2 separate regions of the Mus musculus genome follow, and region 2 is linked to region 1. The links are chromatin contacts, called in public Hi-C maps. All regions are on one chromosome and are shown on one strand. Each heading gives the region's core, a stretch centred on a gene start, on an enhancer-like site or on the middle of the called end of the contact. The rest is flanking DNA. Distances are from core to core; before and after follow the strand shown.

What was found. Hi-C and Micro-C count contacts between places; a contact is called where the count stands out from the background.
Region 2: a Hi-C map of the N1E-115 cell line shows a contact between it and region 1, with 5 times the contacts expected there. The contact joins two enhancer-like sites. A contact is called at or near these places in 1 of 15 datasets of contacts at CTCF or cohesin (the NIH/3T3 cell line), 4 of 484 Hi-C or Micro-C datasets (the N1E-115 cell line, nephron progenitors and neural stem cells), 1 of 115 datasets of contacts at active chromatin or transcription factors (embryonic fibroblasts) and 1 of 9 other capture datasets (embryonic stem cells).

The regions. Positions count from the first base shown.
Region 1 is chr12:54,057,058-54,064,393 of GRCm38.p6, reverse strand. It overlaps Npas3 (neuronal PAS domain protein 3), which reads right to left. Exons shown (of 12, transcript NM_001370962.1): 10 at 2,264-2,411. Among named protein-coding and RNA genes, the nearest start is that of Gm35818, 81 kb to the left of the region's middle. Within about 2 kb of position 3,418, at least 8 of the 459 cell types and tissues checked have an H3K27ac peak or open chromatin away from gene starts, as enhancers often do. A contact at or near this core is called in the N1E-115 cell line, where this site is marked.
Region 2 is chr12:53,957,832-53,965,167 of GRCm38.p6, reverse strand. The region is part of intron 6 of Npas3 (neuronal PAS domain protein 3); the gene reads right to left. Among named protein-coding and RNA genes, the nearest start is that of Gm35614, 130 kb to the right of the region's middle. Within about 2 kb of position 2,962, at least 3 of the 459 cell types and tissues checked have an H3K27ac peak or open chromatin away from gene starts, as enhancers often do. A contact at or near this core is called in the N1E-115 cell line, where this site is marked.

The DNA.
Region 1 (7,336 bases), core at 2,169-4,668:
AGTCATGGTGCCACGGGGTCTCAAAGATCATGTGTCTCCCATTCACTGGTTGTTCTTATTAATCTCAGGGTGGGTCTTCAGGTCATCCATGAAAGATCTACCACACATGAGACCAAGGTGTGGAAGCCTGAAGGCTGGCCTTTGATGCCCAGACCGCTTTCTTCCTATCCATAAGGAATTTGATGAGCTAGAGTTACCAAATGCTTGTGGGCTGTTACTTTTCAGCTCAGGGGTAGATTAATAATGTTGATCCAAACTCTTCTCCTATTCCTTGATATTTCTGCCATCACAGGCAGAGTGGGAAGCCATGAGGTAGTCTAAAGGACTCTTGTAGAAATTACACAGTAACCAATAAAAATAGATAAATAAATAAATACCATTGTGTGTTTCTCAAGAAAATACACAATAACCAGTAAATAAACCCCAGGGAATGTGAATAACAAACATAGATACCCTCAGAGCTCTATGATGCACCAACATGGTAGACATGGCGTCTAACCTATAGTGAATGTTTACTGCCATTTATTTCTTCATAATGGCACCACCACTTTTGCCCAGCAAAAGAGCATCTGTGTCTGGTTCTATTTTCTGTTTGTCACAGGTAGTTTCATAGCTTTCTATAGTAGCAGTAGTGACGATTTCATAGAAAGACTTCAGAGAACAGATTCCTTGACATTGGGGCCTCCATGAAAAGATCACAACCAAAGGGGACCATCCGGTCCTCATGAAAATCAGCCCTCGGAGAAAGCCACACTAAACACACACACACACACACACACACACACACACACACACACACACGCTGGAGAGATGGCTCCACAGTTAAGAGCACTGACTGCTCTTCCAGAGGTCCTGAGTTTAAACTCCAGCAACCACATGGTGGCTCACAACGATCTGTAATAGGATCTGATACAGATCTGGGCGGTAGTGGTGCACGCCTTTAATCCCAGCACTCAGGAGGCAGAGGCAGGTGGATTTCTGAGTTCGAGGCCAGCCTGGTCTACAAAGTAAGTTCCAGGACAGCTAGGGCTACACACTGTCTCAAAAAAACAAAACAAAACAAAACAAACAACACATACACTTTTACCTTTAGAGAGAAAGGATAGCAGAAGAGGTCAAAAAAGGAAACAAGAAAGCAGATAGATGAAAACCCTCGTAAGTGGCATCCATTAAGGCCTCTCTAGAGCAATAATCATTAGCGTCTGATTGATATGGTGTAGAAAGCAAGCACATTCATGCCTCCAAGCCATCACCAAAGTGTGCAGAGCACTGAAGGGCCGGTGTGCTGATGAGTTCTGCTTGTTAACACTGCGGCCAGCCCCATTCGGCTGTCTCTAAGAGAAATGGGACTCAGGTAGCCTTTGTCGAAATTATCAGCCAAAGGGCACCAACTTCCATTCATTAGCTCTACTGGAAGGTTTTCTAGTCAGTGCACATGTGGATCCTGCTTGGTGCCTTTAGGACAACAGAGGCCTAAGAGTGGAATTACGGTGGTGGGCGGGAGCCAAGTGCCGTGATAGCTCTGTGACAAGACCAGTAGAGAACGTTCCTGAAGGCTTGCCCTCAAACCCAAGCCATCCAGTCACTTTACGGCTTGTTGGAATCTCAGTTGAAGAACAGACTTAAGGAAAGGGAAGGAAAAGGTACCTTGTACCAGCATTTAGGAAGCAGTTGAATTTGGACTGCTATGATACAAAGTTTAAAAACATAAAACTTGACTAAAAGCCCAGAGTGGCAGGCAAAGGAGTTACTATCATCGTCGTCGTTGTCGTCATTATTATTATTTTAATTACACTGAGATTACCAGTGCTCTGGCAAAGTGGCTCATCTTGCTTACCAAAATTTGAGTATCCAGAGAACAAATACCTGTGCAGAAGGTTGAGGAGATCAAAACGATGGAATGCGTAGGAAGCAAAGGGTCCGTGCTATTCCCCTCTGGCTCTGTTTGCTTCCCCAGGGACTAGAGTGCAAGGGCAAAGGTGGGGGCATAAGGAGATGATTTCTAGGATGCAGCAGCTTTAGGCAAATGTCTCTGGGTGGAACTTGTCCCAGGAAGGAGAGCAGCTCTGGGGACAGGGCTGCCCAAAGACTGACAATCTGAGATTTAGTGGGCTTTGATCATCTCCCATTTCTTTGAATCTTGCAGGAAGCAGAGCACCCTGCCTGTCCTTGTCCCTGTCCGAAGACAGTGCTCATGACCTGCCGGCTATTAGCCTCAGTGCATGCAGTTTATAACGAGAGAGAAATGTAATGGAAAAGGTACCTAAGAAGATAATTCACCCAGATGATGTTCTTCTCATTTGCATTCTTCGCATTAATAGCTATGGTGGCACTAGACTGTATCCAGATGTAGCCTCCATTCTTCTGCATCCAGCGGTAGTACTTGGTCACACACTGACCCTTATTCAGCACTGGGGTAGGGTAAAGAGAGATAAAACAAAACAGAAGGTGTAGTATTAAGATGGGGCATAGAACGGTTTTCATTTCTGCCCAACCTGAGACCAAAGCTTGGGGAGCCCAGCGTATGCCTGACTTAAGATGCTATTAGCACAAATGAAATCAACATCTCATTGGAGCAGCAGCTGCCTAGCTGGGGTTCCTGGCATCTGTAGTGAGGCTATATTCCCTTCTGGGCAGCCGTGGTGGAAAAGGAAGAATAAAAGGGCTACTAATCTTTTTGGCTCAGAGCACACCTAATGTGGTGTGGATATTGTCGGTGGGTTTAACATCAGATGGTAAGAAAGGCAAATCTCTGCCTGATTTATGCATAGCTCCTCCGAGTTGCCCTCCTTGAGATTCTGGTTATCTGAATGGTTCTGAAGATGCCTTCCCCCCCCCCCCCCCCGTCTTTGATCACTTCCCTTCAGCCTGAGCAATATCAAACCCGTGTCCTTAGCCATCCGTTCCTTTTGATCTTGTCCTACAGAATTTATAGTCCTTGGATGAAGTAAATTTACATTGGTCAGCCAGGGTAAATTGTGGTGAGACAGCTGAAGGTTGGAACAAAATATATCCCCGGGTTGAGTCAGAGAGAGACACTGGCCTAAGAGAGAGAGGCACAGCACTGACTTGACTTGAGCCAAACAGAGTGACAGCTCCAGCCAGACGCTGAAATATGGCACAAAATGATGGAACAAGTAAAAACAATCAGGAATGTGAACCGGTGCCTTTAAATACCCACTGTAAGAGAGCTTTAAAATGCAGATGTTTAAAAATGATAGTCTAACCAGAATCTTGCCAAGTTGAAATAGATTTGATTTGTATCTGGGTTCTCCTGAGCTAGTAAAAAGGGAAACTGTAGTAAATCACCCCCTAAATAAAGTGCTATGGAGGGGAATGGTTTGAGAGTATGCAGGGAAGGCTCTGCTTCAGGACGTGGAGACCACTGCTCACGCCCCCACAAAAGCTCACCAGCCTGCCGGCCACTAGAGGGCAGTGCGCACTCGTCTACATGCCCCACTTTTGGCATGTCCTTGTCTCCGTCTGCTAAAATGAAAAACCTCTAACTGCTGTAATAAATTTGGCTAAATTAGCTGCTAAATGGTTATCTCAAGTAATATGTATTTGCATTAATCATCTTGCTCTAAACCAGAACAAGCCAGAGTCCTAAAGACGTAGTAAATTCATATTGTCCATTTAATTACGGCTAATAAGTGCTTCATATACAATAGTTTCATGAAGTACATTTTGATTTTTTTTTGGGGGGGGGTGGATGGAAAAAGGGAGTCACTGTGGGAAAGAGTAACATTCCAGGCGGGTGAACCTCTTCCTTCATCTGAGAGTGGCCACTAATCAACCCCTACGTTCTGCATCCATAGTGGACAGACTTTCATGTTTTTCTCCCATTCTCCCCCCTTTTTTCTCACGATATGTTAAATGAATGGTTGTAAAATTTAATAATTATGTCTTCACTGTTGCTTGAAAAAGCCCTAATAAATGCTTCACACAGGGGCAAGTTTTGTTCTAAAGCTACTACCCAATGCAGGGCGTTGGAAGGCTGGGGGGCCATCACCTGCCCTTGGTGGTGGACTTCCACAGGTAGCATTGTGCCCTCCTTTTGTTGGTGACAGTAAGTTCTGCCATTCTGTATGCATGGCTTTCCAGGCTACCAAACTCCTAGTGGAGGCAGAAAGTGGTGAACTGCCAGGCGTACCACACGGCTCTCCTGTTAAACCGCCGTGGCATGCAACACAGGGTGCTCTCATTCAGAGCTGCTGGGCCTGGGTGACTTTTACCTGAGGACAGTGGCTTGCGCAAGTCTATGCAGAGGAAATCACCACACTCCAATCTGGTTGGTGACATAGTTCTTTCTATGTGCTTTCTAAGCAGAGTAAAGGATGATTCCTAATGGTTTTAGTATTTTTAACAAAGACAAAAAGACTAAAAAAAAACCTTTTTGCAGAATCATGTGAAAAAAAAAATTGAATTGGCGAGCAAGGCTGGCATTTCTTGGGTGGAGAATCTGAACCAGAGTGGAACCCAGAACAGGCAACAAACAACAGAAAACACCAACTCTAGAATATAGAGACTGAGAGGGTTAAATCGAAGAAACAAATAAGATCAAGTTAGAATGTAAAGAATCAACAGAATGACCACTCCACCCCCCATGCGGCTCCTCACTTAAAAACACCAACCTTCCTGACAGTTTTCAGATAAACACGTTTCTAATACAAAGAGCTGATGCAATGCTGTCTTTAGACAACGAGGGAGGAGGGCTTGGTCTGCTTAAAGGGCATTTGCTGAGAAGATAAATACAAATTTATTAGGGTCCATGAATACATTAATTCAGTCTTTCATTAAATCCAGGCTCAGGGATGCCTCGCCAAGAATACATTCCTGAATGACAAAGAGGCAGACAGGTGACTTCTGATGTGAAGAGGAGGCCAGGTGAAGGACTGAACACAAGGATTTCTTCCGCTCAGCACTGTGGCTGTTCTTGGGTCACTGGTGAATGGCACAGGTTTCAGAGGTCATAGTGCACAACTGAAGACAAGCAGTCTCTGGGTCATAATTGTTCCCTGGACTGGTCTTTAACAGAATTTGCCAGGGTCACCATCTTCACATGGTCTTCAGTGACAACTCAAGGGCTGGTGTTTTCTAAACGGGACCTCCATATACCGTTGGAATCCACAGAGAAGATCTGATGGTAGTTTCAGGAGGGAATGAAATGTTGACCAAAATATTACCTAAGTTTCCTTTTGTTTTTAAGTTCATATAAAAGAAGTTCCCAGAGTGCCTTCTTTCATACTGAATCAGGGATACTTTTTGCTCTAACTTCTTACAGAATATAAATTTATAACTTTGGGATGAAGCTTATTTCTTGGAAAAAAAAATCATACTGGCAAATCATTTGGATCATTCCAGCTGTGCCAGAGGCAGGATCTGACAGCTTTTCCTGAGCTCATGTGGCCCTAATCAGCTCAAGAAGAAAAGCCATGTTGGTGCCAGTTTGAAAGAGATTTTTAGTGTGTAATAAATTAGAGAACTTGAAAAATACAAAAAGGAAAAAAAAAACCCTAACCCTTTTGGATTCTCTGTTATCTAGTAGCTGCTGCTGTTGTTTTTGAGTTATGGGTTTGAACAGTAGGGAAAAATGAGGGGATATTTAAGTCAGCCTTCTTCACAAAGCTCCTTTTGTGGAGGAAGCCAGAAATAAGTACAACATAAGTTAGTTGATATGGCAGTTCTAAAAAAATAGAGTATGTACACACACGCACACACGCACAAATACACACACACACACACACACACACACACACACACACACACACTACAGCAAGAAGGAAGTACAGGGAGAGGAAATACCCAGGGCAATTGGTTTTTCCTGTGGCATCTGTGCCCTGTGGCTTGGGCACTGCTGACACACACGATCTGGCATCTTTGTGGCTTGTTTTAATGTGTACATTCTACTGTCAAGATTCCCAGGCTGGTTGCCTTGTGTACCCCTCAATGGAACTGACTGTCCACATCCAAACTTCTATATAGTTCTGTCTTTTAAGGGTATGCAGTTGAGGTATTAGTTTTTATTTAAAGATCTCAGAGTTTCCATGGCTTTTTCTTAGATTTTTTACAAGACATCCATGAAGACACGAGGAGGAGAAGACGCAGGTTTACCTAGGTTTCTTGAATGATCCAGGCTTTATTTTCTTCCTTTTACTTTTAGTCTAGGGGAGTATCAGTAGCCATTGGTGGCTGATGCTCTGAGAACTGCCCCCCTCCCCCACTTCCACACAGAAGGCACCAGACAGGCTGTGTCCCTGAGGAGGCAAGCTGACCTTACATTTGTGTAAGAAGAAAACAGTTCTTGTGTTCTCCTGATTCAGATCTGCCCATCTAGCAAGTAAAGAACCATCATTGAGGGTCTGTTTGTCTTTTAGTCAAAACACTACCCGATGCCCTATTGGGCAGGGAATGGCAGATGACATACCCCAAAGCCAACTGTGAAGGGATTACATTGTAAAATATGTGACCTTTGATAGTCACCCCTCCCCCAATAAATGACAGATGATAAGCTTTCCTGAGCATCCTTTTAAAATGTCACTTGATCTCTTGACTCAAGACCATAGACAAGAATGCTCTGTTTGTAAACAATACTCACTTCACCCCCAAACCCCACAAACTTCGTTGCCTTGGGGTTTGCACACTGTTCCCAAGCCAAGGATTTACATTTCCTTGGGAAAACTTTGTCCACAGACAGAGACAGTGACTGAAAGGATACAAAAGAAGCCAGTGTCTGCAGCGGGGATATCAGTCTGTTACCCTAACAGATTGGTACATATTTGTCTTTAGAGATATGAAGTGGGGAAAAAAAAAGGAGAGAATGTGGTGTCTTCCTATTGGGCTGTTGTACAAAACCAAGCCAGGGTCTAAACAGTGAGTGAGTTGTGTCTCATGGAGTAGTAAGCAGTGCACTGAAGAGACGAGCACACATCAAAGCAGGCATTTAGCACCGCGCCTCCCAGAAGGACGTTGAGAGGTTTGCATATGCGTTAAAAAGCTGCAGTACTTGGTGTACTCAGGTAAGTCTAGAGTAACTAGGAAGTGGTGAGCTCATCGGGCAGGCCAGGCCTCACATTCACAGGATTGAACAAGGAGCTTCATTATCAGCATGCACTAGGAGGACACATCTGCACAATTCTTACCCCCTCACGGAGCTACCTCCATCAGTAGCGGTGGAGTGGAGAGACTGGAGCCTTTTGCTTGGGATTCAAAAATGATTTTTCGAATGCATTGAAGTGGAGTGTGTGTGTGTGTGTGTGTGTGTGTGTGTGTTTAAGTAAGTAAGGATGTGTGTGCTAAAATCATGCTTTCTACTTAATTCCACAGTTGGGTGCTT
Region 2 (7,336 bases), core at 1,713-4,212, 99 kb after region 1:
CAGGAATTTGCTGGAACACGAATGAAACACTGGGGGATTATGGGAACTGAGCACTCATTGGAGGGGGAGGAAAAGCCATCCTTTCTCATATCAAGCAGCCATGACTCAGGGTAAAGGGCTTTCAAACTGTTGTCAGGTTTATGTTTTCCAAACAAGAAGAAAAGAAAGCAAGACATTTTTTTGAGGGAGAGAACATAGGCGATTTCTCAATAATTAATATGATGGATGCCCCTTTAACCAGCCTGCATTAAATACCCTAGACTTGTATGGGCAAATCCCAGCCAATGGTGTGTTGGCTGGAGGTAATGATCAGCTTGAGTTTGAGGTCATTTGGAAATTATAAGAAGGGATTGTTGTGGCAATCAATTCTTTTTATTTGTTCTTTCTTTTGTCTTTGTCACTTATGTAGAAGTAGAAAACAAATTACAGCTACCCTATAGCTCTCACAAGTCAGAATAATTTAGTTTCAATAGACTTGGTGATACTATTTAAACTTTGAAAGTTAATAAACATGGATTTGTAGAATTAAAAATATTGAACTATTGGAGTGCTACCAACTCACAAAATTAAAGTTTTATAACCCAAAGTCGAAGACTGTATTCTAAGGTTTAAATATTTCATATCTGACATTTTCCAGCTCGACAATGTGAAGTCTGATTTTTGATTTTTTCAATGCAATATGAGTTTGGGAGTTTAATTCAAGACCAAGAGAAAACCATTCCTGAGTCTACTCTCTCTTTATGCAGTCCCTTTCATTAGAGACAGTACATTTTATTTCACTTTAGGAAACAAGCTTTCCTACTTAGGAACTCAACAGTGACTCTGTATTTCTATAAGTGAACAACCTCAAAAACAGAGTCTCTAATGCATTTAGTTTTTGATAATATTTATGTTTAAATTATATTAAAAGAAAATGCTTTTTAAAAATGTATTGTGAACCACTATAGAAATTCCTGGTGGTAACCATCTGCCAGCAGGGATGGGAGTTGGGCAGCCATAATGAAGTGATGTCAGGTAGGACGCCTTGCTATCCAAATTCAATAGCTAGCCAGCCTTCTCCTTTATAAGATATTTTCCTCTGGATGCTATTAATGGCATAATGTACATTCCAAAGAGGTTTTGACCAAAAAGCAGACACAGAGAAATAAATGGTCTGGAAAGGCCACCAAGGCTGACATAGAAAGGCACTACAACACTAAAGGGATTTTTCACTTAAGAGTTCTTGCTATTTGAGTGTCTGATGGAAGTATGTGTTTGGGTTGTCTTGGAACCGAATAAATCAATGCAGCTTAAGGTTCATGTTGGGCTTGTGGACAGGAATAAGAAGATATGAAAACCCACCGTTGGCATTTTGCGAGGGCTTGAGACATGAGCAGTACATTAGAATGTTCTTAGTGTCATGGCAGGAAGGGCAGGCCCACTTCCTGGGGTACCAGGAAGGAAGGAAGTTACGTCACACCCCTGTACCCACTCCCAGTTTCTGCCCAGAGTTCAAATGTGATGTCATCTTTTTCTTAGTGAAACTAAACCAGGAGAGGAAATGTTAAACTCGAGTTCTTTGTACCAAGTTGTTTCTACCCAACTGAAAGCTTGGGCCCCTTTGGGTTGTGGTTTAATGAGGATGGACACAACACTAACTCCTAGCCCGACAGGATCTTTCTGGATTTATTTTGTTGTCGAGTACACTTTCCGGGTAGATGGATAGAGGGACTAACACATATCATTTCTTAGATAATGTTTTAATATCCTGCACTGAATAAAACTTTTTTTAATCAAGTTGCAGTGGTAGCACAGGACGCCACAAGGGGCGAGGGGGCTGCAGATGGCTGCATTCCTCTAAATGTTCAAGCTTGACTGACCCATTTCATCAGCACTGTCAGAGCCTTGCACTGATACATGTTGACAAGATTTAATCTTAAAAAATTGAAAGAAATGAATTAATATGCAAATTTCATCAGCTTTGTAATAAAAATGTCCTTGAAAAAAAACAGTGAACATGACCCCCGAGGAATTGTGTGAATTACCCCAGCTCAATTCTTTAAGTTAGTCGGAGGTACGCAGGTCCATAAGGAAATCAGTGCAGATTTGACTTGGAAATAATTATGATGAAGAACAAAACACAGGCAGGTTGAATGAACGTAACAACTTGGGAAAAAGTCTTAGTACTATTTGTTATTCACTTTGAATTAACAGGATTAGGTCTGGTTTTTTGAAAATAAAGGAACACTGCCATGTAATTTTAACACCTAAGTAATGTGAAAACAATATTTTTAACTATCAATTTTAGTGCATATTAAAAAATCACATCGGATAAAAACATTGTTTTTAATAAAACATAATGCAGGGTTTTTTTTTTGGACAAAAGACATTATTATAAGAATTAATTTTTAGACTATGGGATATAGTGGTATCTATGTGGTTCACAGTCACAGGGATGCCCGGGCAACCCACTTCTTGCACAAATAAAGCTGAAAGGTGACCAGTTGTTCCACTGAATTCTGCAGGTGGGTGGGATCATATAAATGAAGTCTTCAGATGTGAGTTAGATTTCCAACACTTTCCACATGGGCACACAGAATCTCGGTTCTAAAGCAGTCCTGGGGGTGTATGTCTAGCTGTAGCTCTCTCTCAGCCTCTAAGCCCAGACCCAAACAGAGGGTCTGAAACTAAGGGGGGGGGGTTGCCATCACAACTGAATTTTTTCTATGTAAAGTGCAAGATTTCTTCAAACAGAATCATCCCCCGGAAGGGATAAGAATGTTAACAGGGGAGCGTCAACCATTAAGCAAAATCAAAATCTAAACATTATCATCAAAAGCAGCTTTCCCGGTCCTAAGCAATGAATGGCAGCTTGAAGATGAATGTCACCTCTCCTCCCCAAGTAAATCTCATTAATTTAAGCAGATGTGCACGTGGGAAGGGAGGGAGGCGTACATATTTTGCTTCCACCCTTTGTACCCCTGTCACAAGCTGGCCTTGCCGTCTCTCTCACCACCGCACAATGCACCAGACAAGCTCTGGGCCCTGGAAGGAATTCACCTGGCTCTCTCTTCCGTTAATTCTGACCTCAGGGTTGAGCATCTCCACATGGGGAGCACCTCTTAGGGAGCACCTCCTTGTGCTTGTCTTTCTTTTTCTAATCAAGATATTAGGATATTTATATTTAAAAAAAAATCACCCCCCCCCCAAACTGAAGTCTCAAATTAAGATCCCAAAATACTGTCAGCCACCTGGGACTCTCCTTATGGTCCTGTCCCTTAGGGACTCAGGAGTCACCCAACTCTCCCGAATCCCTGTACCCTCAGAAGACCAGGGCAGGCAGCACTGGCTTCGCCCAACCATATTAATCTCTTCTGTAAGCTTTTGTGGTTCTCTACAAAAGGCTTTTAAGTTTCTCCTTTCTTTCTTAATCGACCATCAGTAAAATCCCACTTTCAGAGTGCCCTTTGCACCAGTTTGCATAAAACGAATAACCCCACAGTTTAATTATGCACCATTCTATCAGTTGGGGAGTGATATAAAGTTGCACGCAGGGGGAAAAAAAAAGTCTAAAAACCTCCTTTGGTATCCAAAATTAATATATGTCAAGCTCAGGGTAAATCTTAATCTTTTTAGAAACATTTTTCTAAAATAGGTGTTCTTTTATCACCTGCCTTATCAAGACCCGTTGGAGGGAGGGAAGGGAGAAAAGGCGTTTGGCTAGCATGCTGCATAACAGCACTTTCTTTTCCCACCTCACTTCAGGCTGCTCTTGAAAGATCTGAACAGTTGTATAATAATGAAAAATGGGCAATACTTGTGGGGCATTGCCTGCGCTCACACACCTCCGCCCACGCATTCATCATTCCGCAGGTATTGTCAGTGAGAGTTTAATTGCATAAACACTCTGTAACTGTCCCGTCATATTTCTTGTCAGTCTGGATTCCCTCTCTGGGCTCTCACTATCTCACAGAACTATAATTGAATTGCTACCAAATCACAAGAGGTGCCCCCCCCCGAAATAAAATCTTTATGAATAGAATTTGTTCCCTATCAGCAGATTTGACAAATTATGGCAGAGGAAAGGCCTTGGTGATAATTTTTGAGTTTATTCTCAATGTAGCTATTTGCTGAATGCTCTTATCTATTAAAAAAAATTTAAAGCCCCAATTCGGGATGGGGGGTGGGGAGTATCCTACAACCACACGGGGCTCTGTGGTAATAATTTTGCAGGACTCAAGAAAGCCAGTAAAACAAAACAAAACATGAAAGTTTTGTTTGCTCTACTGTGGAAGGAAACCATTGCAAATGAAGGATGTAAGAATGAATTTGGAATTAAACTGGTTACCCATTAAAACCAAGATCTCACCAAACTACGGACGCTTAATTATGAGGTGATGAACACTCACTTTGGCCCAGGGTTTATGCTCTCCCTCCGTCTCTTCTTCCACCAGCCCTTTCAGCAGCCATTACTCATGTCTGAGCTCTGAACAGCCAGGCTCTTTGACACACTTTTAGGTCCATGAACAAGTGAAAATTAATCAAAGGCATGACATGCAATTTACTAAATATGTGATCATGAAATTTTAATGTCAAATTATTAGTATTTTTTCAAAACAAGCAAAACATCAATGGTGTCTGGTGTGAGGGGGGGTTGTCTTTTGTCTGTTCCACTTTTTGTTCTTATATTCAACCCCCATTTCAAAATATAAACCCTCAGCAAAGGTGCAAGCCTGGTTTGTCGTGCTGCTGGTGGTATAGGCATGACACATGAGCACCGGTGAATAACTCTTAGATGGGCCCAGGGCTTCGCCCAGACTGACAACTGTCTGGTTGTTTATGTTTTTTAAATGTGCTTATCAAAACCATATAGGATTGATGGGTGTTTTTAGATGAAGTTATGTTTTCGCAACAGACTTAATTTAGGACTAAGGTTAAGGCTTAGGATAAATGAGTACATTAGATGATTAAACAACATTTGTCTTGTGGGACTCTGAAGTCATTCATTTATGACACTTTAAAAACAAGCCAGGAGAGAAGGCACAGCGGGTTTAACGAATCAGCTTTATACAAATGTTAAACCCAAACTAATGACTTTTTTCTTTTTTAATGGAACTCCAAAATATGCTTGTTTACTAAATGCACAGAATCAGATGAGGAATGAATATGATGGCAAGCTCTGGACTTTACAGTAGCACTCTACACCGTGCATGCATGTGTACACCCATGCCTCCCTTCTTCTGAAACTTCTTCTTCAATTGAAACTGTTCCTTTATGTGAGGAATGAGGTTTTCTGCTTTGATGTGCTTTTTATACATTTTAAATAGAAGAAGATTTCCTGGTGGTGCAGGAGTTTGGACTATTGTACTGCACTGGACTCAGTATGATGAAATACCTTGTCAGGGGCGGCTGGATGGCTCAGGGGGTTGGTAATGGGATATATGGAGCCTTTCACCCGTAGGTCGTTGGCTTGAATTCTGTCCAGGTTGGCAGTGACTAAAAGTCATTAACATCTCATGACTGCCTGGTGGCCTATGTGAAATGAGTTTCTTAATTTATTTATTTAAGTCCAGATATAGTACCCACGGCCGGGGCATCTGGGCATCTTTCTTGCTTTTACAGAGGCATTCTACCAGATCAACATTCATTTCGGCTCTCAAGATTAGTGATGAACTGAGGCCCTCCCACACAAAATAAATTGATTTATTTAAAGTTCAAGCCAATCCCAAGTCCCCCATCCCATTCTCCGGCACAGACCAGCAGGCTTCATGAAATCTGATTTGACAGTAAAAGGAGATTTAAGTCTAAATCTGATTGTGGGTCACTTAGTCCTTTGTGAGGCACAGTCCATGTGTGGCTTTGGCTCCACAATAATGGCCCAGCCAGATAAAAAGGGAAAATGTCAGTCAAATACATCAGATGTGCTGTGTCATAAGCAGACTACATCTTAATAGGCCAGGCTGGAGGCTGCACACCTGAGACTAGTATCCAGGTCTATTCCAAATAAGAACTAGGCAGCTCCCAGCTAGCCTTACCCAAGGGCACCAACTGGCAAAGCTGGCATGTAGAACCCAAGAATAGTGACATGGAACAAGAATCACAGATCTTAGTTATGCTTTAAGAAAACAGAGTGGTGTGGTTAGAGAGATGGCTCAGCAGGTAAGAGCACTTGTTGCTCTTGTACAGGATACAGGTTCGATTCCCAGCATCTATGCGGATGCTTAGAACTATTTGTAACTCCACTCTCAGGGTCTTCTGACCCTCATGGGCACCAGAAACACATGCACACATGCAGGTCATATACTTATACACATAAGCAAACAAACAAACGATGAATAAATACCAACTCTGGTATTGGTGTGAGGATCTATAAAACTAAGCCTAGTGCATTGCAGGGGCTGGAGAGCATGACATCTTTATTCCCAAAAGAGTATTCCTCATACACAAAGGTCTTACAAAAGGGCTCCATTTAGGGTGAATGTGATTGGTATTCAGAAGTGCCCCTTGGGTATTGTATGTCTCTTGTAGAATCTGAACCCCTTCAATCAGGCAGCAAGTTCATGATGTCAATGAACCCCAAATTCAAGCCTTTCATCAACAGACCCAACCTCCTGTCATTAAATCCCTGACCATCCTTTCCCTAAGGAATAACCCAGGCAACAGGATGCTTAGTTCAATAGAATGAATGATACTATTCACTGAATACTCCATATCATACTAAGTATTTTACCTGATTCATTCATTGAACCCTCACGAGATACTTGTATGTGAATTTGTTTGAAGAGAAAACCAAATGGAAATTATCCCTAGTCCTGTTCTAGATTCCAATCTAGAACACAGGGTTAAAATTTTATAATGGGGAAACCAAGGCACATATAATTAAATTAGTTTGCTTGAAGTCACACATCTACTAAGTGACAAAGCCAAGGTTTGATGTTGGGTTCCAAGGCCTGAGTACTTACATGTTTGTGATTGACACAAGCCACAGCACAAGGGCTGTCCTAAAGTTGGGGTGTGATGTCATGATCACATGTTGTCAACTCTCAGTTGTTAAGGTAACCTGCAAGGTACCAGACTGTGGATTATAGAAAAAAATATGTCTGTAATATATACTAAGTGCTGTTTAGTTACAATGCTACAGACAGGACAGAAGAGCCTCTAGTAACTGAAGATTACTGCTGCAGTTCTCTGGGTAGCTGTGATCAGCTTTACATTAAGAGTTATTGGCCTTCTGCTGTAGTGGGTGGGAAATCAGACATTTTATGCTAATGAAGAGCAGAGATGGCAGTATGAAGAGGATGAAGCTGAATGCCTATAGATATATGGCCAGCACTGTACAATAAAAAAGGGGATGTAT